Linked DNA regions of Zea mays: region 1 is linked to region 2. The links are chromatin contacts, called in public Hi-C maps. All regions are on one chromosome and are shown on one strand. The core of a region is the stretch at or near the end of the contact, and the rest is flanking DNA. Distances in the headings are between cores, read along the strand shown. Region 1 holds the start of LOC100284613 (40S ribosomal protein S16). Region 2 holds the start of LOC115100998.

Region 1 (2,700 bases), core at 13-2,512, 190 kb before region 2:
TACAGCCTAGCTCTGTTCTCACACTCATGCGTATGTATTTCTACGCGCGATTCAATGATGCAGGTCCAGGATGTCCTAGAGGCGGCGAAGGTGCTTGAATGGCTCAAGGAGAACTGCTCGGTCGAGTATATCAGGCGATGAGTCCCACGATGCTGGGTCAAGGAAAGCTCCTCTGAACGTGAGAAAGATGGTGGCTGGTGTGGCGGTCGGCAGTTTTGCGAGTGGCCTTGGTCCTTGCCAATGCCAACCAGCCTAGAGCAGTGCAGTGATTAAGAGGTGTGGCTAACAAACATTTGTCTATTGACTCGGTTCATGATATAAATTCGGATTTGGAGCTTTAGTAACTAGCATGTTTTCGGTAGAGACAATCACATCGCATTAGAGGGCGTGTTTGTTTGTGTTTATAATCTCCCCAGATTATATAATCCAACATATTTATATTTTGAACTTTATAAATTCATACTGTGGCCGATTGGTCGATCTTGCGCAAGGATAATCATGGAATTAAGAACGCTATACGAAGTGCATAAATATAAAATACCAATCGGTGTATACTATAAGCTAAATTTGAGGCACCAGTATTGCACTTAAATAGGATAAACATAAACTAAAATAAAATAAAATAAAATAAAGCCTGAGAAGCCTACGAATCGCCAACCATGTTATTATCAGAGTTCTGTAAAGTCGTAGCTAAACGGAGCCACGACAGCGGTCCGGCAGGCGCTGGCGCTCAGCGGTAGGACTTCTGGAACCTGGCGCGGGCGCCGCGGCCGCCGAACTTCTTGGGCTCGCAGCGGCGGGGGTCGGCGACGAGGAGGGTGCGCTCGTAGCGCATGAAGATGTCCTTGATCTCCTTTTTCGCCGCCTCGTCGACGTACTTCTGGTAGTATGCCACGAGACCCTTGGCGACGGCCTGGCGGATGGCGTAGATCTGCGACGTCTTCCCGCCGCCGCGCACGCGGATCCGCATGTCGATGTCCTTGAACCTGGACCGCCCCGCCAGCAGCACGGGCTCCATGGCCTTGAGCCGCAGCATCTCGGGACGGAGCAGCTCGATCGGGACGCCGTTCACCTTGATCATCCCTCGGCCTGGCTTCGTGTAGGCCACGGCCACGGCCGTCTTCTTGCGCCCGAAACACTGCACTGTGCCCGGGGTCGGGCGCTTCAGCACGGGACCCATGGTTGCGGGTATAGCAGCAATGGAGGCGGCGGCGGCGGCTAGGGCTGCGAAGGTGAAGGTGGCGGCGCGCTAGGGCTGCGGTGGCTTGGAAACGTTGCTGCGGTGGAGGCTTTTATAGTACGGATGGATGGAAGCGGTTTCCGGGATCGCCGGCGCCGACGAATGACTTGTTGGGCCGGGCCTTAGAAGGAAGGAAACCCGGTGGCTGGTGAGGCCCAGGTATTCGTTGTGATAAAATGGCCACTGGTCAAGGGCGGAGAAGCTAGGGTTTCGGCCCTCACGAACACTACTTGATCTTATCCGAGCGCGCCGTCCGGCAGCACCGCGGGCGGCGGCCGGAGTCGCCTCCCCGTGCCCGCGTTGCCCCCGCCGGCCTGCAAGGGTTGGTGGGTTGGTGGCGCGGTTCGTCGGGAAGAGGCGGCGCTTGCGCCCGCGGTCGCTGCCGGCGACGAGCGATGACGACTGCCCGCGGTCGGAGCGCGCGCGATGATGGCCGCGCGGGTTCCCCAAACACACTACACGAGATACTTCGCGATGTTCTTTTCCTTTGACATGTTCTTTTCCTTTGACATGTTCTTTTTTCGAAAAATTTGAAGTATTCTTTATTAAAAAAAAAGGCTTTTTATGTGTGTTTAATCCCGCTTGTCTTCTGTTTGTGCTTAGTCGTTCTATTAGTGTGGTTTGATTTTGTATCACGCTCGTCATTGACAAAGTGATTCCGTTCCGGAATGATACTAACAAAGAATGTGCCTTCTACTCTGTTACCACGGGTGGTCTTGGGTCCTTACCCTTCAGATGTTCTTGTTAACGGTTCTTCTCTCTTCGTCCAGCACATTGAACTTTATAGTACACTTAGTATCATTACATTGGTCCTTTTAGGATGGAGGGTGAACTATTAGAGTTATTATTAAGATGGTGGATGTTAGCTACGCTTTCATGGTGGATGTTTACTATGTTTTGTCATGTAAACAACTGCATGTCTTTAAATTTGTCTATCAGTATAAATAGTCACTGCACATGCTTAATAAGGTTAGATTACAACATCTGGTGCAGTCCTCTCCATATCTGATATTTTTCTGTTGCATCGATAGCCCTCATGGTTATTAAAAAATGTACTTGTTTGCCATGTATGTTGCTCAATATATGATTTGTGACTCACCTTGCTTGACAAGTTGGTATGATTAAGCGTTTTTTGGATCATGAGGGTGAGATGATAAACAACCTTTGGTCCACATAATTGGATTAGTGAGGTGGAAGCTTCGGATATAGCGGTGGGCTTTACGGTTGCCCTAATAGTGAACAGGTCCAGCACATTTACTACCATATTTTTCCCTTCGTAATCTAATCACTAAGGAGGATCGAAATTTTTTCATGCATAGCTTTGGTTCCCTCTCAACTGATTATTCACTTCAACTGTTTTTTAAATTCGTTAAGATGGAATGAAATTGCTTATTTAACCACCTATGCTGCCAATTTGTCCATTAGGGTTTCAGTTTATCCTGACATTTCATATATTTGGG
Region 2 (2,700 bases), core at 66-2,565:
GTCAATGGCCGAGGAAGTCTTGATGGTGTCGGTAGCGTCGTCCCGCGCCGGCGAGGCGCTCTTCATCATGAAGCCGTTCAGCAGCTTGGAGATGTTGTCCGTGCTGGAGGCGTACGAGTAGGACGACGACGACGAGGTGTCGCCGTCGGTGGCGGCGAACTGCTGGGCGATGAGCTGGGTGACGACCTCATCAGCCGCTGGTGTGCTGTCGGCCGGGCAAGCAGCGTGGCTGTCCTTGGAGGAGCGGGTCATGTCGTGACGACGGCAATCGGCATGGCCGGCGGTGGGTTCGGAGGGGCGAGGTGGCGCGAAGATGGCGCCGATGGCTTGCTGCTTCCGGAGCTTCTTCTTGAGGTGGGTGTTCCAGTAGTTCTTGATGTCGTTGTCGGTTCTCTGTGGGAGGTAAGAAGCAATGGCCGCCCATCTGCATACATAGATATGCATATATATTGCACTTGCACCAACCATCCGGAGCTAGGTGACGAGAAGAACAAGAAGCTATGCATGATTATGGGTACCTGTTGCCTAGCAAGGCCTGGAGGTGGACGATGATGCCTTCCTCGTGGGGTGTGAAGTTGCCGCGCCGGATGCCGGGGCGGAGGTAGTTGGTCCAGCGGAGGCGGCAGCTCTTGCTGCAGCGCATGAGGCCCGTGCTGACGGGCACGGCGCGCCAGTTGCCGGGGCCGTGCTCCTGGACGTAGGACACCAGGACGATGTCCTCCTCCGGCGTCCATGGCCCCTTCTTGACCCCCGCCTTGTCGCAGCACGGCGGCCTTCCCATCGATCGTGTCCGGCCGGCCACTAGTATGTAGTACCTAATAACTTGGCTAGCTAGCTTCTAGCCTTGTTCGTTCGGTTGCTCTCGAAATGGAAGTCCGGCGGTATTATTATATTGGAAGGCGCTGAGGGGATCTCATTAACAAGCAGGGTTTAATCCTCTTCAATTCCTCCCAACCCCCCATCTTGGTTTTTGTTTTGGATGAAAGGAACAGAGCTAAGTGAGACAGTGAGAGTGAGCTCCTTTTCACTGCTAGCTGCTGTCATCTAGTTAACGACTAACCAACCCTAGCTAGCTTTGCTAGCAACTACCTGCGCGCTTTCTCCTTCACATGATGCATGAACCATAGAAATTGACACTTCAAAAGCAAGGATAGATTACCTGGAGGAACTGTTTGACTATAGGACTCACTCAAGGCAATTTATTCCGCCGTGTGTATGTAGGAAAAAGGTTGCCAGAGTTGGATGACAGCTACGTTTCAGCTACATCTATATATAGTATATAGATGAACATAAAGCACGAAGCACGAAAGCTCGGTCCAAAGCAAGTTTTTTTTGCCTGATATGAGCCTGGTCTGGCTCACTTTTATATGGGCTCGGGCCAGTCCAGCACGAATAAGCGGGCCAAACTCGGACAGGAAACTAAGCATAACGGGCTAGTCCGACCCGTTTACCTTTAAACCCGTTTTTTGTACTTAAACCGTGCTTACCGCACTGTTTGACCCGGTTTTTCTACTTAACGGACTGGCCCGACACCCGCAGCGGGCCGAACTCGAACAGGGAAACGAGCCCGCGAGCTTAGACGGCTCGACCCGATTTTTTAACCATGTCTAGCGGATCGAGCCTAAAACAGAACAGACTTCATCGGGTCCGAGCCGGGCAGGCCGGCCAAAGGCTCGTTTGCCTGTATATATATACATTTCTTGTATCTTTTTGATATTATTGTTACTCTACGATTCTAGTAAATTCTACGAGGCTTGTGAGAGATTTGTCGCTACCAACCAACCACATCCTAAATTTTCTCTGTTATTGCGATACTGATGGTGGTTAGTCTATCTCTATCGCAAGTCAATTAAATGAATTGACCCGGCCGGCCCGCTTCTGCATGATCGAGTGCATGACTTTATCAAGTGGTGAAGTAGGTCCACCCTCATAACGTACACGGCAATTTATATTAGGTCCACATGCATTGGCACATGCAAATTATATGCATGTACAAACTGACCCTTAGTTAGAGCCGCTTTGGCAGGGCTCCTCTAACACTCTATAAAAAATCTATAAAAAAGAGAGGCTCTTTGATGAGTTCTTTGGGGAGGAGTTTCTTAAAAAAAGCAACAGAAGCCCTCGAGCCAGAAAATGAGCTTCTACTGATCGCTCTCCCATGTTTTATCTTCGTCAAGCCCACTTCGCATAAGAAGTTGTGTTTCCAACCAAATAGAATACTCTTTTCAGAGCTATTCCTGAAAATAAGGAAAAAAAGCCAGAGCGGAGCTTGCATAGAAAGAGCTCTACTAAAGGGGCCTTATTAGGATATGTTAGTAGATCCCATATACCATCCCATATCTCATTTTTATTTCAAACCTCTTTATGTAAACAGTGTTAAATGGTGTCATCTATAATTTCGTGTCCCTTATTTTTCACACTCTCTTATGTATCTCCCACACTTACGTATGTACGTGTCACAACTCGGCATTCACATCCACATGCATGCAATATATTTTTCTTCTTCATAATTTCTTGTGTTCATCGTCACAATTAATAAAATCGATCGAGCAGGATCTTTTCACTCCTTCCCTAGCTCCATGACTGCTCACTGCAGGTATATATACTATGTGTATATTGGCATGTCTCTCTCTTTGTATACGTAGTCAAATGTCAGTGCATAGCTACCGTTTCTATATATATCACATGATTAGACTCTAT

What was found. Hi-C and Micro-C count contacts between places; a contact is called where the count stands out from the background.
Region 1: a Hi-C map of ear shows a contact between it and region 2, with 3 times the contacts expected there. The contact joins the promoter of LOC100284613 here to the promoter of LOC115100998 in region 2. A contact is called at or near these places in 2 of 25 Hi-C or Micro-C datasets (ear and tassel).

What each region holds. Positions count from the first base shown.
Region 1 is chr10:2,199,224-2,201,923 of Zm-B73-REFERENCE-NAM-5.0, reverse strand. LOC100284613 (40S ribosomal protein S16) reads right to left here and starts at 1,262. Exons shown (of 1, transcript NM_001157508.2): 1 at 466-1,262. The coding sequence starts at 1,180. The coding sequence ends at 731. LOC103640683 (trigger factor-like protein TIG, Chloroplastic) reads left to right here. Exons shown (of 14, transcript XR_002265533.1): 13 at 64-276.
Region 2 is chr10:2,007,304-2,010,003 of Zm-B73-REFERENCE-NAM-5.0, reverse strand. It overlaps LOC115100998, which reads right to left and starts at 1,315. Exons shown (of 2, transcript NM_001371103.1): 1 at 519-1,315; 2 at 1-424. The coding sequence starts at 781.